Regions from separate parts of the Mus musculus genome. Here region 2 is linked to region 1. The links are chromatin contacts, called in public HiChIP or PLAC-seq maps. All regions are on one chromosome and are shown on one strand. Each heading gives the region's core, a stretch centred on a gene start, on an enhancer-like site or on the middle of the called end of the contact. The rest is flanking DNA. Distances are from core to core; before and after follow the strand shown. Region 1 holds the start of Atat1 (alpha tubulin acetyltransferase 1). Region 2 holds the start of Trim31 (tripartite motif-containing 31).

Region 1 (7,062 bases), core at 2,330-4,829:
CTGTGGGCATATTCTCACTGCACAGCCTTTTATACTGGCCATCACTCCTCTGGGACACTGTGCCTCCACACACTTCCTTCATGCTCTCGCACAAATGAGCTATCCTCTCAGTTGAGAGCTCTGTTGAGAGCTCTGCCAATATCTGACTCGCTCGCACCTGTAAGCCCCTCCCTCACCAGCACTGGTTTCATTTTCTCAGAACACTTATCAACAGTAAAGCATGCCTTTTGGTTTTTTGTTTGTTTGTTTGAGACAGGGCCTCTCCAGGGGGTCCTAGAAGCCCCAGAAAACAATATTTAGACCGGGCTGGCCATGAACTCACAGAGCTCTGCCTTCCCAGTGCTGGAGTCAAAGGCATGCACCACCCTTGCCTGGCCCTAGAATAAGTTGTTTGTCTGGTTCCACATTTGGATTCTTTTGTTTGGTTGTGTAAAGTATTCCTAGTGCCCACAACAGTGTCAGATACACAATAAACAGTTGTTGAACGCATTAGTAATGTGTTTCTAAACTCACAGAATCACTGTCCCATGATAAACCAAGCTTCCTGAGGCCTGGAATGTCTATTATTCTGGATCTTCCATAAATGATGACTAATGTAATGGACTTGTGGGAGAACAAGGTAGAAACAAGCTGTTGTGTTTGGGGATAAAATAAGGTCTAGTAAACAGCCAATGTCCAGGTGTGGTGATGAACTCTGGAGGTAGAGGCAGGGTGACCTTTGTGGTGCTTGCCTTTAGTCCCAGCACTCTGAGCAAAGGCAGGCGGATCTCTCAAGAGTCTGAAGCTAGCTGATCTATATAGTGAGTTTCAGGATAGCTAGAGCTCCAGAGGGAGACTGTGCCTCAAAAAGCCTGCAAGCAAGCAAGCAAGCAAGCAAACAAGCAAGCAAAGCTCCCCAAAAGACAGGATGAATGCTTCTAGAATATGTAATGAGTAAGGAGAAAAAAGATTTAGTTGCAAAAATAAATCACACTGGACATCATGACTTAATCCTAGCTCTTGGCAAGCTGAGGCAGGAGGATCATCCATTTGAGGAGAGTGAGGTTTGGTGTGTATATAGCAAGCGTCTTTCAAACACAGAACAGCTGGGCATCAAGGCATACCTGTGACCCCATTACTCAGGAGGTAGAGAAGGAGTGTCACTGTGAGTTCAAGGCCAGCCTGAGATATTTAGTGAGATCCAGTTTTAAAAACCCACAATGCAGGCTGGAGAGATGGCTCAGTGGCTAAGAGCACTGTTTTTCCAGAGGTCCCGAGTTCAATTCCCAGCAACCACATGGTGACTCATTAGCTATCTATATGATGTGATTTGATGCCCTCTTCTGGCATGCAGGTGTACATGCAGATAGAGTACTCATATATAAAATAAATCTTTAAAAAAAAAAAACCCAAAACCAAAAACCAAAACAACAACAAAACCCACGGTGGAGCCCTGGAGATGGGTGCATATAAACAAAACTAGAGGGACTCAGAGGGTTTTATATATGCATTTAGCCTATCTATATACCTGTGCACATGTACATGCAACAATAATGAGAGACAATAGTGGGAGAGGGGGACACGGGAGGGGCTGGAGGGGGAGAAAGAGGGATAGGAGTGCTGTCAATACAGAGCTCAGGCATAAAGTCCTCATAAAAAGTATAGCTGAGGTGGTGGAGCATCCCTTCAATCCTAGCACTCTGGAGCGAGAAATAGATGGATCTGTGTGTTCAAGGCCAACCTGGTATACAAGGTGAGTACGGCACAGCCAGGGTGACCCACTGAGACCTTATTTGAAAAAACAAAAATAGGGACTGGAGAGGTGGCTCAGAAGCTTAGAGCGCTTGGTTGCTCTTGAGGACTAAGATTCAAATCCCCCAGCCCCCACATGGTGGCTCATAAACATCTGTAACTCCAGTTCCCACGTTCTGACACCCCCTTCTAACTTGTGTGTACAGGCATGAACATGGTGCATGTATATACATGTGAGCAAAGCATTCAAACACACGAAAATGAGGTAAGTCTAAAACAACATGGAAACAACCCGAGGTAGAACTTAGCCAGGCGTCTCCAGGGTTGGTGCAGAGCCTCTAACCTGTGGGACTGTGGTCTCCAGGTTGTAGTGCTTATTCAGGAACTTGAGCAGCTTCGGCGATGGTCGGTCAATGGCCAGTTGGTGGGGCTCCACTCGCTCTTTCTGCAGGAAAACGGAAAACTTGGGGGCAGGGGTTGTAGGAGGAGCATGCTAGCAGGATACTGGGAGCCTGGTAAGGGAATACAGAGAAAAGGGGACCAACTGTGGGCCATGGAGCAGGGCCTCCTAGAGCTTCGGGGTGAAGAGCCTTTTAGATCTATTCTGACTAATCGGTAAAGGTTGTTGGGTACCTGTAACATATGCTGAAAAAGTTCTCGCCCGTGGCCATGCCGTTGCACCGACTCGTGGATGTAAAAGTCCAGAATGCAAAGGGGTTCTACCTCATTGTGAGCCTCCCGGTCATCCTAAGAGGTCAAGAACACATACTCATTAGGAGCCATGCATCTTCTTCATTGTCTCCCACCCCGCCCCCATTTCTTCTCTGACACCAGTGCTTACAAATGGCTAGTTTGCAGTGACACTCACCAGTACAAAGAGCTTCTTGTATCCAACTTTGAGGAAACCAATAATGGCTCCTTTCCCTGCCCTGTGGGATGGGGGAAATAATGAACCAGGCAGGAGCAACTGTCTGGGAGAGATTGTAAAAGGGAGGTAAGAAGAGTTTGATTCACAGGGAATAATGACAGTAAGACTCACGGTCGGGCTGAGGTGTCCTTCAGTATGTAAATAACGTGCCGGTTGCTTTGCATCCTCAAAGCGCTGGTGATGGGTGCAGGGAGGTGCTGCGCCTGCAGAGATGAAGATCTACTTTGTTTGGCTCCTTATCTGCCACCCATCTCCCTTTCCTCCTCCTAGAGGCGCCCCGTACCTTGGCAGAAGCCTTGCCCAGCTCATCTACAATAGTCATGATTTGCTGCTGCAGATCCACACTACAGAGAGAGGGGCCCGGTCAGACACTCGCTAGGTTACAGCATCGTGTAAGTCATTCCTGGCAGCCTGCTTGGCTCCCACCCAGGCTCCTCCACAGGGTCTCTGACTTTGCTTGGAACTCTTCCTCACCTCCCACCTCACCTCACCCCTCCAGATCCCAAGCTTTGGTTTCACAGCTCCCGTGTTAAGGTTACTGTGACGCGGTAGGAAGGGCGGGTCAACTATAGCCTCTTGTTGAGGCCACATTAGGCCAGATGGTGAAAGGTTACAGATGTAGGTCTATTAACCCGGCTAGATCCAGGGTCAAAGGTCACCAAAACACAAGTAAGACCGCAGGAGAAATGGCCAGTAGTCAGTGAGAAGGGGGCGTGGTTCCTGGATCAGGTTTGGAGAGGAACCGGGACAGAAGGGCCATGGGTCGGGTTTGAAATGTCACCGGGCCGGCGTTGTGGTTCCGGGTCGGCGGGCCGGAGGCCGCAGGTGCTGGTCCAGCACGGTGATCCGCTCCGGGAACAGCGCATCCACATCGAACGGGAACTCCATGGCCCATTGTGCGGGACCAGACACGCCCCACACAACGTCACTTCCGCTAAGAGGGCCGGTAAGTCTTTATCTCTAGGACCCGCCCCGAGGGCTCGCCCCGCCCCCACCATGGTTTCACAGTGCCTGGGAAACCCCATTTTTCTCTAGCAACAGTTCTCCTTTTGTAGGTCTGTGCCCCTGAGATGCCAGGGCAACCAAGTATCCTGCCCTCCCAGTGAACAGCTGAGGGAACCTTCAGAAGAACCAGTCTCACACCCCTTGGAGTTGCGGGTAGACCACACTCCCACCCCACCTCATAGACTTCACACCCACGTTTTGAACAGACAGCCCAAAGGGAGTCAAGAACGGGTGAAGAGACACAGCTTTATTGTATAAAAGCTGAGCCAGGAGGTTTAAATCAGGGACACACCATCAAGGGCATACACAAGAGTCTCCAGTTTATATGTAAGTCCTCACCAGTTACCCATAAACATCTAGTCCCCCTCAACGTCAAATGTGCTTTGTTCTCTTCATGCCAGCCAGTTCCCTATAGGGTCTGCCACTGTCACAAAACAGAACCCTTTGCAGGACACAGGATACCACGTAGCCCTAGACAGTACTCCCTTGGTCTGACTTCCCCAGGTCACAAGTTCTAAGCACTCTGGGAGCCTGGCTGCTCAATGGAGGATTCTGCTGGTGGTGTAGTGGGCATCTCTGGCATCGACTCAGGTGGCGGGCCACTTTCTTCTAGGAGATTTCCTTGATAGAGTCGGCGAAGGCGAGACAGCTCTCTCTCTGGTGGCTGTTGCCAGCTGTACCATGGGTACCAAGGTTCACCTGACAACAGTGTGGGGGCTGGTGGAGTCACACTGACAGCTCCATGCACAGTACCAAAGTCAGCATCCCGGGGCTCAACCTGGGGGACGTAGTAACTGAGAAGACCTACGGGGTTAAAGGAAATAATGGTGGATGAGGAAGGGCAGGTCAGACTCAAGACAAGAAAAAGGCACTACAAGTCGAGGGACCAGTCATAACCACCAAGCACATTCCAGCAGCGCATACACAGCACACCCTGCCAAGGAGACAGAGAACAGGCAGGGCACTGCATGGGCTCTCCCTCCTCACTCATCCGTGCAAAGGTGCTGTATAAGCCAGGTCAGAACCAAGAAACACAAGACTGTCAAGATTCAGGAGACAGAGTAGTCTGAAGAAGGAATGTTCCTTCCTTGTGTTTCCTGAAAGATCATCTCAATATGTACTCTTAGTAGCCTGGAACCTACAGCTGTTACTTCCGAGTCCAGCAACTCACCCAACGTGGAAAAACTAGGAGTCTGCTGAGTACTTTCTCATAGACATGGGAGCACGTAAGCACCTCAGAAACCCTTGCCCCTTGCTCTCACTTACCACACTCCCTGGCTTTCTGGATGGCCTGGGTCAGCTTCTTGTGCTGCTTCATACAGACCCCTACGGAGAGAAACGTCAACCTGGACAGCGTCCCACACAGCAGCAAGTCTTCTACACAGAGACAGCTGACCATTTAATGCCCCAGGGCCCTGACCTGTATCTGCCTGGATGTCCAGCCACTACAGAGATGTCATGGAATGACAGAGCCTACAGATGGGCCAGAAGATGACTCAATGACAAATGTGGTTAAGGCTGACTTGGAAAATCCACAGAAAAAGATCTTATAAGAAGTGATTTCAAATTAGGGAATGTGACAGAGTAGCAATTATTCCCAGCTCCACTCTGTAGGCTGACAACAAAAAAACTCTGACAAAAGGGACATATCGCCGGGCATGGTGGCACACGCCTTTAATCCCAGCACTCAGGAGGCAGAGGCAGGCGGATTTCTGAGTTCGAGGCCAGCCTGGTCTACAGAGTGAGTTCCAGGACAGCCAGGGCTGTACAGAGAAACCCTGTCACACACACATACACACAAATTTATAGACTGATAGGTGGAAAACTTTACAAGGAAGCAAGCTGTTCACCTTTAAAAAAAAAAAAAAAGGTTGAGCCGGAGTCTATGTAGCCCTGGCTGTCTTGGAACTCACTATGTAGACCAGGCTGACCCCAAACTCACAGTTTAAGGCACGCTTTACCTTTTAAAGTACATTTAGACAGCCCTCACTCCTACAGGGAGGCTCTAAAACTTTAGTCTTTTGTCTACATTTAACTGTTTTATCGTAATGATGGTTCTCATTAAACAAAAACTTCTGTGTGCTATTATTTATAGGAGCTATCAAAGGAATGTCTACCTCCCAACCCCATAATAAGGAGCTCCACGGAAAAACTATAGAAGTCATAACAGGAGGGCCAAGCTAACCTGTGTATGGGGCGTGAAAGATGATACCCGTGTGTGCACAGACAAACTGTTCCAAGAGCTTCACATTCTGCAGGAGAGAGATAAACAAATGTGTGAGGGACTGGTCAAGACCTCTGTAGGCTAAGTGTGTCCCCCTTACACCAACACAGCCCTTTGTGGTAGCACAACCCATCAGAACTTGATGAAAAAGGAACACAGAAGAATGGAGGTTAGGGCCAGCCTTGGCTACATCTTGTTAGGTGTAATCCCAACACACAGGAGGCAGAAGACTATCTTTGAGATCAAGGCCAGCAAGTGCTACCCCCACCCTCCCGGAAAAAGAAAAGCCCAGCAAAGCAAAGACGAAGAGCTAGGGAGTGGTGGCGCACAGCAGTGCGAGGGAGGCAGAGGCAAGTGGGTCTGTGCTTTTGAGTGGAGTGAATTCCAGCACAGCAAGGGCTTTACAGAGAGACCTTGTCTCAAAAGACAAAGAGCCAAAAAAGCCCCCCAAAAAACAAAACAAAACCCTCACAGGGGCTCCTTCCTGCTCTCTGTCTCGCTCACCAATTCATTTCATGCACACATCCTATAATCTGCCAGTTTTGGAGAAGCCATGCTCCTAATGGTCCACCTTTGAGCAAAAATTAGGGATGGCCATCAAGGTCCAGAAATTACCCCAAAATGATGACTATGTAGTAAGTAATGCACTGGGCTGCTGAAGGTTATGGTAAGATACAGTGTGTAACTAAGAGCAACTTAAAAGTTCTAACTGCATCAAACAACCAGACAGACCAGTGCTAGGAGGTGAGGAGTGAAGAAAGCAGACACATCGGTGGAGTTACAGAACTGGCTGTTACGTCTTCACTCGCCCGCCGCGGATCCCAGTCACTGCAACCTGCTCCGTACACACACTGGAAAGGCACTGCGGTCCCCTCTAGGATGTGCTTCAAGGGTGAGCACCCTCCTCAACACTCTGGCATGCCGTATGCCCTGCTTCCTTGATGCACAACCACAGCTTTGGCTCCTCGAGCATCTTTATAATCTTTAGCATTCACTTAGAAGCAAGCCTCATCATTTGGAAGGCTTTTCTGGGGATAGAGGGGTGTGTGTGTGTGGGGGGAGAGAATCTACTGTACTTTTAGCTCCCTTCTTATCTCTGTCCCCTAGCCCCAGGTCCCAGCATCTCAATGGACTCTGGGAGGACAAGGAAATACAGACAACTAAGCAAGGCAGT
Region 2 (7,679 bases), core at 4,549-7,048, 990 kb after region 1:
CCCTAGCCCCACTTGATTCCTGTTTTAATCTCCTTATCAACTTTTTATATGAGCTTCCTTATATGTCATCTCATGAGCTCAAGTTCAGTGTTCCTTCTAAATTGTTCTAGTCAGAATTACGCTAAACTGTGCCCAAAATAGAGCCATGGCTCCTTCAGTCAAATGTTTTAGCATTGTGCCTTCACGGACAGTAGGTGGTGCTGCCTCCCAAGTTAGGACTTGGTTTCAGAATCTCTCCTTTAAGGGAATGGAAGCTGGGGCCACTGCCCTGTTCTCTCTCTCTCTCTCTCTCTCTCTCTCTCTCTCTCTCTCTCTCTCTGCCTCTCTCTCTCTCTCTCTCTCTGCCTCTCTCTCTCTCTCTCTCTCTGTATATGAACTTTGTGCATAATGTCCATGGATATCAGAAGAGAGTCTCAGATCCTATGTAACTGGAGTTATAGGCAATTGTGAGCCATGTGGGTGCTGGGAACCAAACCTGATTCCTCTGCAAGAGCAACGAGTGCTCCTAGGTTGAGCTATTCACCAGGTTCCCAAGCTATTTTTTTTTTTTTTTTAGAAATTATGGCGGAGACTGGAGAGATGGCTCAATAAACAAAAATGCTTGTCACACAAGTTTGATGACCTAGATGGATATGTTTCCATCCCTAGAACACATTTAAAAAGCTGGATGTGGTGGTGCATACATGCAATTCCAGAACTCCCAAGGCAAGATGGGAGACAGAAGCTTTCAGGAGCTAGCCTGGAGCACTCTGCACAACAAAGAAAGACAAGACAGGCCCTGGCTCAACCAGATGGAAAGTGAAAACAGACTCTTGAAGTTTGTCCCTATCCCATATAGGATATGATGGGGTCAGTGTACACACACACACAGTACACACACATGTACATACACACAGCAGAGCAGAAAAAATTTGGCTGTGAGGTCTGTACTGTATCCAGTTGGTAGAGTCTCTGCCTGGCAAACATGAAGTTTGATCTCCAGCAGTAATAAAGCTGAGCATGATGGATGAATAATTTTAATCCCACCACTTAGGAGGTGGATATCAGAGAATCAAAAGTTCAAGGTCACCCTCAACTATATATTGAGCTGGAGGCCAACCTGAGGCTGTACCAAGGAGGAGAGTGTATCTGTGAGAAAACCTATCCGCTCTGCAATTGTGTCCTTTGATAAGCCCCATCCTCTGTCCAAAATGTAAACACCAGCTCCGGGGAACTGCCAGCCACCATGTTGAATACCGAGCTACACAATCCAGAGAGCACTTAGGAAAACCACAGAAAGATATGAGGAAAACCACAGAAAGATATGAGGCTCTAAATTTGAGCATACAGATCTCGGAAAAAATGAGGTAGCTCTTGGGACTCAGGAGACATGGAGGGCTCTTGGCAGGAGCCCCTGAATTCTACCTGATGGCCTGGAGGGACAACCTCAAACATTCAGTAGAGGTCTCGAGTAGGGCAAAGCATGAGAAACCGAACTCAAGTTGAGGTGGCTTGTGCCTGTGATCCCAGACCAAGAAGGAATTAAAGACAGGAGTTCAAGATCATTCTAAGTTGTACCGTGAGTGGGAGGCCAGCCAGCCTGAGCTACACAGGTTGATCTCCAAAAGCAACAACAGCAATAATATTAAACCCAAATCAATCAGCGGATAGTAGAACATGCCTGTGATCTCATCATCCGGGAGACAGTCAGGAAGCTGTGGTCCAAAGCTGTGGTGGTCACAGTCTTTTTAAAGTGCACGAGAATAGATTGTAAGTGTTATCACTATAACAAAAACAAACAAAAATCTAATTAGCACAAAGTATATTGAGGTAATTAGTCATTCACTAGATAAATAATCCTTATTTACAGTCTTAGGAGACATCCAAAAAACACAGCAGATGGAGCAGTGTGGACATCTGGGCTATAGATGCTGTGAAGAGATATGTCTATCTCTACCTCTTGAGTGGAATGGGTAGGATCATCTGACTTGTTAGACACACCTGTGTCAACAAAAGCATACGGCTATGCTATTATACACTTCCTTGAAATAGAGCAATATATGAGCTTTCAAACTCACTGGGTCCAGAGAAGAAGCGAAAGGAGTTGGCAAGTGCAGGGAGTAAGTTAGGGGGAGGAGTTAGACAGAAGCAGGAGCTCGGCAAGAGCTGAGTTATGTCGTGGCTGTGTGTGGCATCCACAGCCAAGGTGCTCACTTTTGCACTGCGTTTTCTAAGGCCCTAGATGGGCATTCACTGTGTGTTCACACAGTCATCTGATTTTTGTAAAATTTGTTATATATATATATATATATATATATGTGTGTGTGTGTGTGTGTGTGTGTGTGTGTGTGACATTTATTTTATGTATGTGAGTACACTGTAGCTGTCTACAGACACACCAGAAGACACCCAGTGCTCTTTTATTTTGTTTTCGAGACAAGGTTTCTCTGTGTAGCCCTGGATGTCCTGGAACACACTCTGTAGACCAGGAGGGCCTCAAACTCAGAAATCTGCCAGCCTCTGCCTCCCAAGTGCTGGGATTAAAGGTGTGTGCCAGCACTGCCCAGCTCAGCCAGTGCTCTTAATCGCTAAACCATCTCCAGTCCTGTGAAATGTATTCATAGTTACTTTTGCTGGTTCATCCCAACGCTTTTCCTTGTAATGATTGGCATCTGGGGTTCAGAGTACGAGCGATTAAAGAGGGCCTGTGTGGTTTGCATTTACTAAGGTATCTGGTGAGTGTGTATTGGGTTAGTGCCAACTGTGGCTCCATGGAAAAATGGCTTTTCCACAATGCCTGCTGATAACTCACCTGACACCAGGGACTAAAGGGTAAAGTCAGAAGACCTGTGATGAGAAACACCGTAAATCTGTGGATAAACCAGTCTCATCTGTGTCTAGTCTAAAAGGTTCTTTCTCAGGAGTGCAGTGTATGTATCATGGGATACAACTACTTCTTACATTCCTCAATAAATTCAGTGGAGGTTATTATGACATCAAAAATTGATAGAAAATTGATAAATGATAAATGATTGAAAAATGATAGATTATTATATTATAACAAAATATCTTGAACTGGAGACATGGCTCACCAGTTCAGAACACTTGCTGGTCTTCCAGACAACTAAAGTTCAGTTCCCAGTACCCATACCAGCTGGTTCACAACCGCAGATTAGGCCAGTTGAAGGCATCAGACTCATCTTTCTGAGCTCCACAGGCACATGTGGCATACATACACAGACGCCCACACATATGCATTCATGCACATACATACACAGACACAAGACACACACAAATAAACGTTTTTTTTTTCTAAAGAAAATAAAGTCTTTCAGTTCCTAACAAAATAGTAACCTATTGAATTAAAGCAGTGGTTCTCAACTTTTCCTAATACAGTTCTTTATACAGTTTACTTTAATACAGTTCTTCATATTATGGTGACCCTCCAGCCACAAAATTATTTTGTTGCTATAATTGTAATTTTATGGAGGAGCAGTGTCTCAGTTCCTAAGGCCATTGGGAATATGTGTTTTCTGATGGGCAAGACCCACAGGTTGAGAAACACTGAATTAAAGTTTGAATTCAAATGAAAAAAACACATTCTAGATTTTTTTTTTTAATGTATGACTCTCTTGCTGTCTTCAGACACACCAAAACAGGCATTAGACCCATTACGGTTGGTTGTGAGCCACCATGTGGTTGGGAATTGAACTCAGGACCTCTGGAAGAGCAGTCAGTGCTCTTAACCGCTGTGCCACCTCTCCCGCCCCTACAGTCTACATTACTAAGGGGTTGATTGACAGATGAGCTTCATGAGTACACAGGACCCTTTGAACTCTTGTTGACTTTGATAAAATATTTGCATCTCCAAAGAAAGTCTCACAATGCACCTTAGCATTGCAATAGGGATTTAACAATATACAAGTCATTGACCTTCAGTACTTGGCAGAAAAACTTAAGGTTTTCTGCAGAGGCAAAAGTCAAAACGCCCCAAATCCATGTAAAAAAAAATCTCTAAACAGGGGCTGGGGAGAAATAGCCCTCTGTAAGGGCAGTGTGGACTCAGCCTCCTAATCTTCTTGTCTCTACTTTCCCAGTGCTGGGATTTCATGCATGTCTGTCTTTGTGCCTTGGGTCTTACACATTCTAGGTGACCCTGAAACATGCTCAGTTCCCTGAACAACAGATATTGAAGATTTAGAAGTGAGACGTAAGTGAAATAATATATACAAAAAAGAAAGGAAAAAAAAAAAAAAAAAGAGGCACCCTCATCAGCGTATTCTGATTTGTCATTGTTTTTTAAGCACAATACACACAAAACAAAACTTGCCTGAAAATTAAATTCTGGGGGCTAGAGAGATGATTCAGAGCATTGACTGCTCTTCCAGAGAAACCAGGTTATATTCCCAGTGACCAAGGGGCAGCTCACAACTCTCTGTAACTCCAACTCCAGGAGACCCAGATGCCCTCTTCTGGCTTCCATGAGTATTGCATGTGGTTCACAGACACATCCAGGCAAAATACCTATACACATAAAAAAATTACTAATAGCAATACTGAAGATAAATTTTTTAAATCAAAGAAATGATTTAATTTAAAATAAATTAAATTTTACCTCTAGATCTGACAGCTGAGTATGAATGCAAGTTATAAAACCTTACAAAAATATTTGCTTTAATTCAACCTTAAAGTGAATGAAATAGACAGGCCTGAGGTCTGGTATTTCTACACTTGATCTTAGCCAAAAGGCTGAGAAGTGTAGGTGTAGTATTTCTGAAAGTGTTCAGCTTTCAGTAGTTGCTGTAATCAAAGTAACCTCTATAATATGAGTGGATACTTTTGAGAATGAAAGGAAGGGCTGTTGACATTTATGAGGGGACAAAGGTAAAGCCAAGACTGTCCCTGGCAAATGACAAGGAACTATTGTTGGGGCTATAGCCATAAAATCCTCCACACCCTGTGTGACCTGCCAATGGCCTTGCCCTATGAACACATTGGTTGCCTGTATAAGACCAGGCCAGTCAACTTTCCAACCTAAATAGGAAAGGGTTCATATGGCCCCACCTCACACTGAGGAGCTATTGGCAATTGATAGTTTCTGGGGTTGTGGCATTGTAGTGGCCTATGCTCCAGTGGGTGGTCCCATACCATTTGCATACAATTAATACTAACTCTGTGTGTGTGTGTGTGCGTGTGTGTGTGCAGGCAAAACTTTCATGTGAGTAAAATTAAAATACACAAATCTAAAACATTTTTATTTAAAAATTAACAGTTTGGGTTTTAATGACAGAACAGAAGAGAGGAGAGGTTAGTGGGGATGGAGAGGGAGGAAGGAGGGAGCACCGTCTTCCTGGGCACAAAAGAGCAAGAGGAAGGGTTAAGAAGTGTTGAGCTACTAATGGAAATGTCGGTGACCCTGGCTGATACTTTCCTTGTCAAGCTAAAGTCCACAGGTCAGGCAAGCTGATGTGTGTGTGTGTGGGTAGGTGGGGAATCTGAGAAGTACAGAGACAGAGGAAGTAACAGACAGGCCAAACAGAACAAAGGATGACTCAAAGATGCTGGGGTACCAGAGACAGGAAGGAATACCCAACAGAAGGCAGGGTCTGGGAGTGAGAGATCTGCTGGGGTGGTAACAAGCCTTCCTGGGGCTGCCAGCGATCAGTTCCACTCCCCAATTACACCTGAGTGGACTTTGTCACTTCGTCTTTCTGTTCTCTGAATCTGCTTCAGAAAGATATGTTTAATTAGTTCAAGGTCCAGGAAGTCTTGCTCTACTTTATAGGCAGCAGGCACTCTCGGTTTCTGTTCTTGAGAGACAGGGAGAGAGGACTGACCATCTGTTTTCTTCTCTTTAGAATATTCCCCATTTATCGCTGACTCTTTTCTGTCATTATTTATTTAACCCCCCCTTCCCTCATTCTCCTCTAATCCTCTCCCTGAGATACTCTTCAACCTCTGCCTCCTGCTTCCTTCTCTCTTACAAGCACCAGGCCTTGGATTTCTGTACTTTCACATCTCAGATTAGCCCTGCTGTTCCATCATGGCAGGCCAACCTCTGGCCTGCCAACTGCAGGAGGAGGTGACCTGCCCCATCTGCATGGAAATTCTACAAGATCCTGTCACCATTGACTGTGGGCACAACTTCTGCCTGCAGTGTATCAGTCAGGTTGGAAAAACGTCAGAAAAGATCCAATGTCCTCTCTGCAAACTCTCTGTGAATAAGAATACGTTCAGGCCCAATAAGCTGCTGGCTAGTCTTGCAGAGAAGATCCAAAGTATGGATCCTGCTGACATCCAAGCAGAAAAGGAAGACTCAAGATGTCAGAGGCACAAGGAAAAGCTACATTACTTCTGCGAGCAGGATGGGGCATTCCTCTGTGTGGTGTGTCGTGACTCCAAGGACCACAAGTCTCACAATGTCACCTTGATAGATGAGGCTGCCCAGAACTACAAGGTAGGCACCTGGGCCCTTCTCTGCCCCCAGCCCAGCAGAGTAGAGTTCACTGGGGAGGCCCCAGTTGATTGACACCCATTGCTGTACTCTTTGTACTTGAGTTGGCCATTTATAGCCAGGTCCAGTGGGCTCAAAGAATTGAGTTCTAGAAAATGCCAGTCTGTAACCAAAGCAAGACGAAGAATCAGAATAGTACTCTAGGGGCAGGCGAAATGACCCAGAGGGTAAAAGTGCCTGTCTTGACCATAAGGACCCACATAGTAGAAGGAGAAAATTGGTTTGATCCCTGGGACATGCAAAATAAAAGGAGAGAACTCACCCTTGAAAGTTGTCTTCATACACATAAACACAGACACACACACACACACACACACACACACACACACACACACCATAGCACTCTGCTGAACTTGCACACACAATTAATAATGTACTAATTTTTAAACATAATTTTTTATTAATTATTTTTTTTATTTACATTTCAAACATTACCCTTTCTGGTTCCCCTCCATGATCTTTCCACCCTATCCCACCCTTTCTTTTTGCCTTTAAGAGGGTAATGCCCCCTACCCATTCCCACTTCACCCCTCTAGCATCCCCCATCTCTGGGGTATCAAGCCTCCATAAGACCAAACGCATCCCCTTCCACTGAGGCCAGACACGGTGGTTCTTTGATACATATGTAGTGGGGACTATGGGCCAGCTCATGTGTGCTCTTTGTTAAGTGCAAATTTTAACTCAGAAGGTCTCATTCAAGTCCAGCCACTGCTAACTTACAAAGCAGAGCCTGAGACATCCAGATAAGCCAGTGCTCTTCTACCACAGAGCTCCATCCCCTGGTTGGTCCTGGCCCTGCCTCTCTGTGAGGCAGATGAAACCTATCTCTTAAAGAATGTGATAGGACGGATGAGGAGAAGTCTTCCCCTGAGAATACCAAAGCGCCATCCAAATGATCATTAGTAGTATTTTCTCAAGTCACTAAAGTTCCATTTCTTTCCATCACCTCCTTGTTCCTATCGAGAGATGGGGGCCAGGGAGGACTGCTAATAATGACATCAGTACCCTGGAACATCTTCCCTGCCTCTCAAGAGTCAGAGCCTGGCTGAAGCACCCTCTCCTTACAGGTGCAGATTGAGTCACAGGCCCAAGATTTGGGGCAAAAGGACAAGAAAATAATTGAAGAGAAAAAACAAGGTGAAGGGGCAATCTGGGCGTTCAGGGTAAGAAATGCTCATTCCAAACA

What was found. HiChIP or PLAC-seq counts read pairs in DNA pulled down with a chosen protein or histone mark.
Region 2: a contact with region 1 is called in an HNF4G HiChIP or PLAC-seq map of pancreatic cancer cells. The contact joins the promoter of Trim31 here to the promoter of Atat1 in region 1.

The regions. Positions count from the first base shown.
Region 1 is chr17:35,906,489-35,913,550 of GRCm38.p6, forward strand. It overlaps Atat1 (alpha tubulin acetyltransferase 1), which reads right to left and starts at 3,580. Exons shown (of 13, transcript NM_001142744.1): 1 at 3,441-3,580; 2 at 2,943-3,003; 3 at 2,771-2,862; 4 at 2,600-2,660; 5 at 2,365-2,478; 6 at 2,075-2,176. The coding sequence starts at 3,547. Mrps18b (mitochondrial ribosomal protein S18B) reads right to left here. Exons shown (of 7, transcript NM_025878.2): 5 at 5,850-5,916; 6 at 4,931-4,990; 7 at 3,892-4,468. The coding sequence ends at 4,179. It overlaps Gm16279 (predicted gene 16279), which reads left to right and starts at 3,247. Exons shown (of 2, transcript NR_167681.1): 1 at 3,247-3,605; 2 at 3,715-4,032.
Region 2 is chr17:36,892,332-36,900,010 of GRCm38.p6, forward strand. It overlaps Trim31 (tripartite motif-containing 31), which reads left to right and starts at 5,799. Exons shown (of 8, transcript NM_146077.2): 1 at 5,799-6,436; 2 at 7,561-7,656. The coding sequence starts at 6,023.